Linked DNA regions of Mus musculus: all the other regions are linked to region 3. Evidence: chromatin contacts called from public Hi-C and HiChIP or PLAC-seq data. All regions are on one chromosome and are shown on one strand. Each heading gives the region's core, a stretch centred on a gene start, on an enhancer-like site or on the middle of the called end of the contact. The rest is flanking DNA. Distances are from core to core; before and after follow the strand shown.

What was found. A called contact is a pair of places that touch in the nucleus more often than the background predicts. HiChIP or PLAC-seq counts read pairs in DNA pulled down with a chosen protein or histone mark.
Region 1: a contact with region 3 is called in a FOXA1 HiChIP or PLAC-seq map of pancreatic cancer cells. The contact joins two enhancer-like sites. A contact is called at or near these places in 1 of 15 datasets of contacts at CTCF or cohesin (the NIH/3T3 cell line) and 1 of 115 datasets of contacts at active chromatin or transcription factors (pancreatic cancer cells).
Region 2: a contact with region 3 is called in a Hi-C map of muscle stem cells, with 2.3 times the contacts expected there. The contact joins the promoter of Enpp1 here to the enhancer-like site in region 3. A contact is called at or near these places in 2 of 39 promoter capture datasets (embryonic stem cells and liver), 1 of 484 Hi-C or Micro-C datasets (muscle stem cells) and 3 of 115 datasets of contacts at active chromatin or transcription factors (embryonic fibroblasts, embryonic stem cells and pancreatic cancer cells).

Annotation. Positions count from the first base shown.
Region 1 is chr10:24,737,863-24,742,145 of GRCm38.p6, reverse strand. No RefSeq gene overlaps it. Among named protein-coding and RNA genes, the nearest start is that of Enpp1, 28 kb to the right of the region's middle. Within about 2 kb of position 2,250, at least 12 of the 459 cell types and tissues checked have an H3K27ac peak or open chromatin away from gene starts, as enhancers often do. A contact at or near this core is called in pancreatic cancer cells, where this site is marked.
Region 2 is chr10:24,709,695-24,713,625 of GRCm38.p6, reverse strand. It overlaps Enpp1 (ectonucleotide pyrophosphatase/phosphodiesterase 1), which reads left to right and starts at 1,467. Exons shown (of 25, transcript NM_008813.4): 1 at 1,467-1,820. The coding sequence starts at 1,635.
Region 3 is chr10:24,393,688-24,398,013 of GRCm38.p6, reverse strand. All of the region lies in intron 3 of Gm15270 (predicted gene 15270), which reads left to right. Among named protein-coding and RNA genes, the nearest start is that of Gm40615, 65 kb to the left of the region's middle. Within about 2 kb of position 1,818, at least 66 of the 459 cell types and tissues checked have an H3K27ac peak or open chromatin away from gene starts, as enhancers often do. A contact at or near this core is called in embryonic fibroblasts, muscle stem cells and pancreatic cancer cells, where this site is marked.

The DNA of each region.
Region 1 (4,283 bases), core at 1,001-3,500, 340 kb before region 3:
CCCTGACTTGGGCTCAAGTGGTCTTTCTTCCTCAACCCTCCAAGGTGGAACAACATGGAGCAAAGCAGCAGTCTTAACTACCAAATGCCACTGTTGTCTGGGAAGCACATGTTTATTCAGTGCAGTGCTGACATAATGGCAGTGAACATCAGGGATACCCTGTCGCAGACTCACTGCAGTTGGAATGAGAATTCACCACTTGCATCTCTCTTCTGCCCCGGGTCTGTTATCTCTTATTGATTCTCTTAATGACTTGATAGAAAGTGTTTATCTCTAGTTGTAAATTCTCCCTTGCCCCTTTTCTGACCTCAGATTAAATGGCTGAAAAACCATCAGCAAACACGTCTCCACAAGCTTATATCTCCATAGCAACAGAGAGCAAATAAGAAAATACTTGTAAAAAACGTGACATCACTCCTACTGAGGGAACCAAGAAATAAGTTGCCTTAAATGGGAAGAGGGTCCAGTTAGGGGACATGATCTGGATGTGCACAGTGAATCCTCTGGCTGTTCTCTAAATAAAGAACGGGAAGTCCTACTGACTTCTTAGAGGAGAGTCTTGAAGAAGTATTTGGAGTATTCAAGTTTTAGGAGGAAGGAGAAAGTCAGGTTGTTACTCATGCCAGTCAGACTGTCTTCCAAGGCCAGCCTCTTTATCTCTTTCATCTTATCTACCTGCTGTCTGTCATTACAACCCACATTCCTGGCTGAGGATCATGCTGCACTGATCATCTGGGCAGGTCTCAGAAAAGACCAGGCTGTCTATAGCCTTAGAGCTATACACCTGATGGGTACTGCTTCCTGTAAGTCTTCCCTCGATGAGTCTCCATCACCTCCTTCAAGCCTTTGATATCACCTTCTCAGTCTCTTCTGACGAACACAACTAAAACTGCAACCATCCCCAGGAACACCCTTGGATCCCTCCGACTTTAATCCATAGAACCTATAATACTTACTAATAATACTTTGTATCTTACCCACATCTCCTCTTCCCCCAAAGGGCAAGGACTTGATTCTATTTAGTCACTGCAACACTCAAAATGTCAGCCAACGTTAGGCTCTATTACTTATCTGTCTGATCTATGGTTGGAAATAAGTGTAATAACCTTGCTGGTGATAGAAGCCACAATGTAGGAGGATTGGAAGACCAAGACTATCCGATGAGAGATTAAACCCATTTCCAATCTGCTAGTTCTGAACTGGGAAGAGATTCATTCTGAATTGAGGGTGGGTTACATACTAGAGAGATCGCCGTATCACCATGTCACCAGTGTGAACTAAGAGCTCGGTGTTCTGAAACAATCGCAAAGCTGATGGCCTGGGAGCACATGCAGTTAGGGTGCAGAACTACAGGCTGTTAGAATAAAGGCAACACAGCCTTTGGATGGTAGAGGACAGAGAGAACACAGAACACAGCAGAAACCAGGGCACCTGACCACTAAAGGAACTTGGAGACACCATTTCATAGAAATCTCTGTGTTCTAAAAGCAGTTCTGGATCCTTTTGGGATACCTTTCTCCTGATCATCCACTGTGCTTCCTTGAGGCTCCTTCCATCACTTGCTTTGCTGGACCACATTAGGTATGGCTTTCATTTTTCTTGTTTGCTACTGTTATTTTCAAAGGAGCATGCTCTCAATGCAAGTTCAACACAAAGTAAAACCAAATGTGCCAAATGACTTTATCATCCATGGCAGCCCTTTTTGTCAGCTAAAAACCTAATGCTCTTTCCCCCCTTCATGCATCAGATCTCAAGTTGTCATAAATCTTCTATTAAATGAAAATACTAGAAAGGATATTTCATATCCCAATGAAAGAGTTTTGCATTTTACAGGTAAAGTGTCAAAGCCAATCAGTGGCTTTTGTAATACAGCAATTGTAACCCTAGCATCTATGGGGTGCTAATGGGATACTGAAGCCAACTTTGGCTTTTAGATCTAGGCCAGCATACGACATAGATGAGATGAAGCCGGCCTTGGCTAGGGAAGTTACACCTGTCTTTTTTGAGATTGGAGGTCTCTGTGCAGTAGAAACACAGTTTCTAATCTGTTTTAGTCAGGGTTTTACTGTTGTGAACAGACACCATGACCAAGGCAAGTCTTAGAAAAAACAACATTTAATTGGGGCTGGTTTACAGCTTCAGAGGTTCCGTCCATTATCATCAAGGTGGGAGCATGGCAGCATCTAGGCTGTCATGGTGCAGGCAGAACTGAGAGTTCTATGTCTTCATCCAAAGGCTGCTAGTGGAAAAAGACCTCCAGGCACCTAGGGTGAGAGCATTAAGCCCACACCCACAGTGACACACCTACTCCAACCAGGTCACACCTATTCCAACAAGACCACACCTCCAAATGGTACCACTCCCTGGTCCAAGAATGTACAAACCATCACAGCTAGGGAAGTTACACCTGTCCTTTTTGAGATTGGAGGTCTCTGTGCAGTAGAAACCCAGTTTCTAATCACAGAATGTAAAGACCACAGGGTCACTTCTAATCATGGAGGAATTTCAGGGTTCAATAATTCGGGTGGCAGACAATAAAGATGTCCATCTTGATTCCCCTTCAGTGAATGATCAGACTATAGAATATAGAGACTATAGAGAACATATAGAATATATAAAATAGTATTACAGATATGGAATACATGGGCCAAGCTTTCCTAGTTTTCCTAGCAGACATGACTTCAACTTTCCTATGGTTTTCTGAGACATTAGTACATTCTTATTCACAGGGCTTGCTTCCAGGATGTGGAGAGCAACGGGTGGTTAGAGGGTGATTAATCCTGCACAGAAGTTTCTGAGCACAGTCATGAAATTTGGTTTTGATGGATTTCTGTACAGTTACTTAGCAAAAGGCTTGCATGCTGACCAATGTGCACCTTGCCCCTTCCCTCTCTTCTCTTCCTTGCCTCCCTTTCATGAGAGATGGCAGCATTCTGGGTCCTGGAGTTTCCTCTGCTCTGCGGTTGCATAGGCTGGCTTCCTGTGTGACCCAGAGGTTCTGGAGCCACTGAGCAGCAGAGAGGGGAGAAGGAAGGGCATTGCCAACACAGACCTGGGCTCTGGGACGAAAACCAAGCCATTCTCACAAGGAACCAAAAGGAGGGAAAATGTAAAGAGTATTCCAGTGTTCCAAAAGTCACCGATAAATAACACATAAACATTTTTACTTAGTTTCTCAAAGGTAGAACTGTATTATATCAGTTCTTTTTTTTTTTTTTTTTTTTTTTTTTTTTTTTACAAACATAGAGGTCCTCATACATTCTTTCAGTATTCTAATGTACACAGTACTCTACATGAAACCGTCAATTTAAACACACATGATCTCAGGGTGGGCCATTTTTAGTAGTCTGATGTACACAGTACTCTACATGAGATAGTCAGTTTAAATACACAGGAGCTCAGTGTGGGTCCTGTGGGCCCTGGCTGCCCCTGGGATCCTGGCTGTGGGAAGAGATGAGGACAGTTTGCCAGTTTGCTGCTTTCCATCCAAGTCACCTTTATTAACTCTTGGCATCTGGGTTCTATTATGACCGTGTTGGATGCCAGCCAAGAAGAGGGACTTGGCTGTCTCACCAATGATTGGATTAAGGAGAGCCACCAACTGGAATAATTCAATTTGATGCACATATTTCCTTCCTCCCATTCCTATTTGCAGGCTGTTTGTTAAATCAAGAAGATGACCAGTCTGAAACATTGTAGCTATATTGTCCAGTCTGAAACATTGTAGCTATATTGTCCAGTCTGAAACATTGTAGCTATATTGTCCAGTCTGAAACATTGTAGCTATATTGTCCAGTCTGAAACATTGTAGCTATGTCGTCCCTAACAATGTAGAAGATTTAGATGGAGAAGATGCTATGTAAGCAAACCATGCTTATGCTTAATGCTTTTTTATGGTAAGCTTCTTTGAAAACTATTTATGTAGCCTCTGTCCAACTGTGTATGTGTGCATGCATGTATGTGTGTGCATGTGTCGAGTATACACACATATAGTGGAGGCCAGAGGAGGATGTCAGATAGCCTGCCCTGCAATCTCTTACAGAGGTCTCTCACTGAACTTGGAGCTAGGCTATCAGCCAGCACATGAGGGCTGGGGATTTGAACTCATGTCACCATGTTCTTGCAGCAAGTGCTCTTGCCCAGGGAGCCATCTCTCCAAACTTAGTTTTAGCTCCTGATATAAGCAGGAGAATCATTTCAAAGCACCATTTTATTAGCAAAATGGTAACTTACATGGGCTTCTTTCACAGTAATATTAATAGCAGCAAATATCTCTATTATTA
Region 2 (3,931 bases), core at 218-2,717, 320 kb before region 3:
GGTGGTTTGTAATGTAGTGATAATAATAAAAAATAAACTAAAGATTGCTTTTGAGGGTGGCCTTTTCTCCTGCTGTCACTCATTGGTCCTACTGTGTGGCTTGGGTATCTATATGCAGACCCTTCTCTCTACGGTTTAATCCTACTCTAGCCCCTTGCTGACTCACCCCATACTATATATACATATATGCATATATATGAAAATGTTCACATTTTAATACATATGGCATTCAAAATGTTGATTCATTATTAAATGTCTGAATGAATGAAGTCAGAACAAATTGAAAGTGTTCACATTGTTTTAATTTATTTTTACCTCTCTTTATCTCTCTGTGTGTGTGTCTCTCTCTCTCTGTATGTCTGTGTTCCGGTTTGTATCTGCACACATGCATGAAAGTGGAAGTCAGAACTACCAATGGTTGTCATTCGTCTGAAGCCCAGCTCACCTTTTTCTGGGACCCTTTCTTATTAGCCTTGAACTTAGCAAATAGGCTAGGCTGGCTGGCTGGCCATCCCTGGGATCCATATGCCTTTGCCTCCTACTTTGGGATTACAAGCTCAGGCTACAGGGTTTTTGGAGTCTGGGATTTGCCCTTAGAATCTCATGCTTGCGAATACCAGAACTTTACCTGTTGATTGCCCTCCCCAGTCCGTGCTGACAGTTTGAGAGGGGACAAACCCAATTTACACCCGTTAAACTTCAAAAGTGAATGTGATATAATGTGATGTATATAAACAAAGCAGGTAAGGGATGTCTTGTTAATTTGTGATTTTTCTTAGTCACTGTGTTCAGTCACATTGCTTCTGCTTTTGGGTTCTGGGAGGTGTGGTTTTGCTGATGGGAAGGAGTGTAAAGCTGAAGAATCAAAGGTGAAACAAATCCCATCAAGAATTAAAGCCTACTGCTCACGTTCTGTTTTAAAAATAAGCTCATCACATAGAGTTAGAGTCTTGATTCTGCTCATCAATTAAAGTGCTGACTTCGGAGAAGCAAGACACAGACACCCGGAAGCCTCCGGAAGTCTAAAATAGCTAATATGTAAATATAATAGGATAGCAACCCCGGACGCCACACATCCCATATGTGTGTTTGTGCAAACCCATCAGTGTTGTGTAAACCCCGTGCCCCACGTTTAGCAGCTCCAGGTAGAGAATTTTCGTTTGCACTTGTGGGAGAAAAAGAAAGTCACCTCCCCACGCGCTCGTTTGCATTTCCCTGGTCAAAGCAGGTCTGCTCCCGGCCACCGGTGTCCGGCCTTTGAGACCTCGGGGGTCGCTGCATCCTCTCACTTTTGGGGCTCCAAGATCTCACACTCTTTGCAGACCACACAGCGATTCCAGTCCAGTCCTCGTTGGGCTACGCGGGGGGATTCCGCAAGGGTTCGTAGGGTGCCACGATCGCGGGCGGGGACAGGGTTTGGGGTGGAAGTTAAAGACACGCCCACGTCAGGGACCCAAAATAGCCCACGCGCCCAGGGCCCGAAATCAGACAGGAAGCCAAATACCCGGGGCGTTGAGCGGCTCGGGCCGGAGCGCTGGCCGAGGGCTGGGAGCCAAGGGTCTGGCGGGGGCGGCGCGGGGCGGGGCGGGGCTGCGAGCCTATTAAAGCTCGGCCCGCGGGGGCAGAGCGGGGCGATGGAGCGCGACGGCGACCAGGCAGGGCACGGGCCCCGGCACGGGTCAGCGGGAAACGGTCGCGAGCTCGAGTCACCAGCCGCGGCTTCGCTGCTCGCGCCCATGGACCTAGGAGAGGAGCCGCTGGAGAAGGCGGAGCGTGCCCGCCCTGCCAAAGACCCCAACACCTACAAAGTGCTGTCGCTGGTAGGTCGGTGCTTGCCGCGACCCGACACCCGGGAGGGGCGAGAGCGAGCAGGTCGGCACCCGGCATGGGAGAGCGTGGGCGCCTCCTGCGCCGGCACCGGGTGACCTGCAGGGTCCTTACCCCTCTCCCAGCAGGAGCAGGCTGCTAAAATAGTCACCTTGACATACCGTCCTCTTCCCCCAGAGAATACAGGACATTTGGAGGCGGAAACAAAAAATCGGCTAGTCTTAGGATAGCGCAGCGATGTTTGTAGTCTTTTAGGTGGCGTAGGTCAGGGTACAGGTGGTGCTCGTGGCTTTAGGTGAATTTATTGCAGTTGAAAGATTTATCACAGCTTTTGAAAGTATCGGGAACTTTAGAAAACACCCATGCTTGGCTCTGTAGTGGTATTTCCAGACAGTTATTTAGAAGCCCCATTGACGTTCATGTTTATGTGACTGGGAAGAGGCCCGGGATTCATTGCCCACTCTTTGAACCACAGACAGCGCTGTTTGTGTGTTGCCCGGAGGCACAGTTGCCTGCTATATCCCTCTGCTCTTCTGTTAGACCAGTTGTAGCATCCACAACCAACTTCTGGAAACAGGACGCCGATTTTCACTCGGGATCTTCCTTGGGTCAGAAAGGCTGAGTCCTGTGTGGTGGTTCTAAGTATTGGTGGGGACTTCCATTATTCTTCTCAAGCTCCGCTGTGTTGTGTTAAAATGAGAGCGCATAGCATAGTTTCAATGGGACTGACTGCGGGAAATAAATTCAGAACTGAAGGAGGAGGTAGTTAGTTATTTTATAGTACGTGCAAACCACAGCTTTCTGTGACTAGCACACCCTAAAACATATTCTTACACATTCTGGCTTGAGCGCTGTTTTGTGGAAAAATCTTTCCGATGTTTAAAGTCTCCTTTTGACATCATTTCCATTTCCACTGTTCTTAGGTTCTATGCAGACACCGTAGCACTTTGAGAACCAGAATCCCGAGACTTAAGGGATGGTGTCATATCCTTAGTTTTTTAAAAATAAGTCTGAGGTTCAAAGAAGTCTCCCAAACCGCAGGCGGCTGTCTCCCAGGATATAATTTTGTATCGTATGTCACTCATATGATATTGATGGGCATTTAGTGAGTTTGAGTCTAGTAAGACTTTTTGTTGTATGTTTTTTAATGGAAGATCGCAATTGTTACAGGACTACTTAAATTATTGAGTTTCAGTACTCTTACCTACTGTGAGATACTCAATGAAGACACACTGAATGTTTATGAAATTGTAAGGCATATTTATAAACTTACTATAAGTCATTGAAGGGTTTCCAGTTATTGAATTCAGTTTTACTCATTTGCATACAGGCCCACAATAGATGTCAGCACAGGTCCACCTGTAGATCACAGAGTTTTCACTCTGACACCTGCGGTCGCTTGGTTGGCCAGTATTCCAGCATTACAAACGGCTCTGATGGCACACTTCAGAAATTGCTGCATGCCCTAGAATCTCCTCAAACAGATCAACTATGAATATTTGGTATATTTGGTTACGGCATATTTTATGAATTAGAACAAATTCTTGTCTCAGATAATTTTTAGATATTTATATATTTTTAGTTTATGTGTGTGACTGTTTAGCATATATGTGTGAATATATTACATATATAATTTATATAAATATATATTATACACACACACACACACATATATATAAATATCCCCCACTCCAGCTGTCCAATGTTCTCAACAGAGGCCCAGAGTAATGTAATAGTTCCTCCAATTCCATTGTATGTATGCACACACATGAACACGCACACACATATATACATATGTATATACATATATGTATACATGTGTGTATGTTTGTATACCTTGTGTGTGTGTGCCTGGTACCCACAGAGGCCAGAAGAGGATGTTGGATTCCTTGGAACTGTAGTTTACAGATGGTTGTGAGCCACTATGTGGGTGCTGGGGACTGAACCTGGGTCCTCTGTAGGAGCAACAAGGTACTTACCTGTTGTGCCATCTCTCCAGCTGCAGCTTTATGTCTTTTGATGGACTCCAGAGAGGCATAAAATATAAGCCGCTTCTCACTGGAGCTCTTAGTTCAGGACTCAGCTGGAAGTGAAACCTATTTTT
Region 3 (4,326 bases), core at 569-3,068:
TAAACAACACTGCCAATGCATACATTGTTACTGAATGTAAGACAGAAGAAAAACATCACTTCTCAGTTCCCAGTATGATACATTGAAGAGTCCAAGAAGCAGGGTGTGCCCCTCTACTCAGAGGGATTTCAAACTCAGTCAAGGAAACGGACCGGACTGTAAGAAATGAATTTAGGGATGTCTAAGAGATTATCGCAGGAGGAGGTTCTGTCTGCAGGTCCAGAACTAAATCTCGAACTTTATAAAATCTTGTTCTTTATCCAGGAGGGATATTCTTTCAGATCCAGGAGAGCAGGACACTCTGAGACAAACGAACCATGGTCTGATTGATGCAGGATGCTTTTCCTGAGTTTCCGGACAACTGTGCATGAAGTAGAGGGCTGGATACATTTCAGAGTTCCTGCCAACTGAATATAATACATCAATAAATGCCATCAACTCCGCCTATATAAAACCTTTCACTTTATCAAATATTAACTGGACACCTTTATTTTTAACCATTCAGAAAGAACCCACTACAATAGTTTTCTTCAGATATTAAGGTGATAAAATGGTGGTTTGGTTGACTGATTGAACTCACTTTGCAAACAGTTGTGGTTTTATAGAGACATGACTTGGCTTCAAAAGCCTTCCTTCTTTTCCAGTTTGGTTTATGACTCATTGGAGAGCCATGCAAAGGCAGTAGGCTCAGGCCCCGCATGTTAATGTTTTAGCGATAATTCCCACTGGGCTCATGAATGAACTCATTGAATGAACAAGTGATAGACAAGAGGGGGAAAGAATGTTAAAACCCAAGGTAATCACACAGGGAAGCCCAGAGGCACAGTGCCTTCAGTACCACCTAATATTCCACAATTCCCTGGGCAAGTCACTTCAGGGTGAAGAGGGGTCCCCAGTGCTGAGTCCAGAGTTCTTAATGGTCTTCTTGCTCCTCTGTACATTAAAAACAAGTTTACTAAGTCCAGAGAAACAACTCCTTTTTCTTCCTCGTCTTCCTCCTCCTCCTCTTCCTTGCTTTTCCTCTTCCTCCTTTTTCTTCCTCCGTTCCTCCTTTTTCTCCTCCTTAAATCTGGAGCTCAGGAAAATCTAGATCTGGGTCTTCTTCTATATAACTATATGGTATCCTATACGTTACACTTATTGTGTATACCCGAATCTTGGTTTTTAAACCCAAGTGATTTGAAATCTCTAGCCCTTTCTAGATAAATTTGTTCTGTGGTTGAAAAAAAAAAAAAAAAAAAAAAAAAAAAAAAGGCTCCTCTCGGCTCCTGATTTGAATACCACGTTGCAGCCTGATGTGAATTAAACTGTCTGGGTTATAAACTGGCTACAGACTAAGCTCCTAATGGAAGCAGCCAGTGACCCTTGGCAGCAGCCACACTTGCAGTTCCCGCTATAGTATTCAGTTACGGCTCTGCTCCCCAGCCAGCATCTGCCTGTTATATAACTGTGACTGTTGCTGGATTACTTAATCCCTTTGCCTAACCCTAATTGCACAGTTTGCTTGCGGCTTCAGTAATACCTGTCTCTCTCCAGCGACACACTCCAAGGGTAGATGTGGCTGCCACCGCCAAACCCTGCTCTCGCTGAGTTAAAATAACACTGTCATGTGGAACTTGCAAATGCCACCCATTGTAGAAGACATTATTTCCTTCTGTCTTTTTCTAGTTGGCAAGGGAGTCCTGCCCAAAATGACCTAGCACTAGGAAAAATTCTAACAAATAATAAAGTTGTCCCGCCCAGGTACAGTACATACTGTCCTCTGACTTACCGCACAAAGAAAGCAAGGGGGCAGGCAGCTGGAGACATCCGGGGGAGTCACAGAGAGATGATTCACCTTAAATACAAGGCTTACATCAAATTGGAGCCACGAGTCTTACCAATGTGCTCAGCCTGCAAGCCTTTTCATCCAAGGAAACCGATTAACTCTACTTATCAGAAGGGTAGATCTAGGAGATTAGAACCAATATACCTATATATTCCACAGAACATATTAACCTATGCTTCTTGTTTTTATTTTGTTCTACTAGTTAAAGTGTTGAATTCCTAGTTTAGAAAGTACTGGTAAGTAGAAAACAAAAACAAACAAACAAACAAACAAACAAACAACCACACCAAAATTCCCCAAAGAATCAAAATAGATAAAAACCTTACAATCAATCTTTTTTTCAATGTATGCTAATATTAACACAATAAAACATATTGACTGTTTATGAAATCTTTATTATTGTCATAAATATCTATATTTTAATCTATGAATATTTTATATTGTATGTTCAATTATTCATAATATATATCCATTCTCTGCCTATCTGAAATTTAGATTATTATATCTAAATTTTTTAAGAATGAAGAATGTAATGAAAATCTTTCTTATTTTTGAGATAGTGTCCCACTACATAGGTCCATATAGCCTGGAACTCACTCTGTAGACTATGTTGGCCTTGTGCTCACAGAGATTTGCTTGCCTAAGACCCTTCAGTGATAGGATGAAGGGTTTTGGGTGGGGGTTTCCCCACTAGGTTCTATCAATACTACAGAGGTTGGATATATAGCATAACAACTAACTCTAAAAACCATCGCTAGAATTTTAGTTATAGGAGAGAATCCTAGGGGGTCCATTATACTGGTAGAAATTATACAAAGGAGGATAGAAAATACCAGCATAAAATACAAGGTATTTTAATGTTGGTTTCCTTTAAATGTCTTTTTCTTTCCTTTTGATTTTTTCAAGATGAAAGTCTCTGGTTGCCAAGGGTAGCCTCGAACTCCCCTTGTAACTGATGATGATGTAGAACTCCTGATCTACTGCCTCTATCATGTGCAGCCCCAGTGCTGGCACGGTGGCCACGCACCACCAGAGTTTGCTGTGAAGATAAAGATGAACCCCAAGACAATGCAAGTCAGATCAGAAGCCCAGCTTAGCTTCATTCCCAGGGCCTTCTTCTTGCTTAGTTATTTAGTATTTTAAAATCACTAGTTTTACAAATCCTAAAAATCTAAACACTTCTCTCAAAAAGCAAAGATGTAACAACTATAGGTATCAAACTATTAATGCAAAACAAGATTTACAAATAACAATTTATGTAGAAACTTAACCACCATGTGATTAAAGCATATGAAAACAAATGCATTAGTAAAACATTCCAGCCTCCAAAATGAACGAGGCAGTTCTCTCACAGAGCACTGGAGTGCGATCCTGCCCTCCTCCATCTTCAGTCCAGACCCTCCTTATCCTCGTCCTCCCCATCTGCTCCCCTCTCCTCTTTCTTCTTCTCTTCTTGCTTGACTAGACTGTCTCTACTTTCAGAGATTTTTGTTTCTGTTTCTTTCTAATAATCTCAATTTTTACCTAGTCTTGTTTCATATGTAATTATTTGCATATGAACTTTGACTTCTAAGTTCAGATGAAGAGCTATTCTGTATGACCCAAAAGGCTTCCTGTTTCCCTATTAGGAAAAACCATTATGTTTGCTAGTCTTCAGTTCGACAAGTCACCTCCATCTATGACAGTGATTTTCAGATAATGACACTCAATTGGCTCTTGGAAAAATAATCATGTTATATACTTGATTGATCATTTTTATCCTATGTAGTAAATGACTATTGTATAACCCTTAAGCATATTGAAATATAGTGATTATGTATAATAAAAATATAAAATATCTTCTACTTTAACTGCATTAGACAGTTTACACTCCAAACAAGTCTACATTGTCCTGAAGAGCCTAAGAACTTTAGCATTTATAATGGCTGTGGACTTTATTGCTGCAGGCCACTGGGCTTTTGACCCACATGACAGTGTCTCTCTGAATAGAATCTAACACAATGTCTATGGATATAATCTTTCCAGAGGTGAAAGAGTGACCTTTGTAGCATGATCTGCTTATGAAAATGGCCTGCCACAGGACAATGTTGACACAAAGGAGGGTGAGCAGTCAAAACGTCTGCATTAAGATTTCCTGAGTGTGCTTGGGGCTCGGGGACTGAGTCTAGACCATGAAGCTTCAGAGATGATACCCTGAGTCTTTTATTTTCTTGGGTGTCAGTATGATTGGTCAGAGATTTTGTAGGTCCGTTCAACTAAAGTAGTTTAAGAAACACCAGTCTTCACTTCGGTGCTTATATGAGGTTATTACTTGTAAATCTTTGAATGTGAACTCTGTAAAGTTAATTAAATAACAATTGCCTTTTATATCGGTCTTAGGAAACTTTTTCATACTTATTGTGTATTCTGTTTTTTAGGTTGTCATGTTCCCTCATCAACTGTAGTTCTCATGTTTTGTTAAAACATGTGGAGGCTAGAATATTATAATCTCAGTCCAT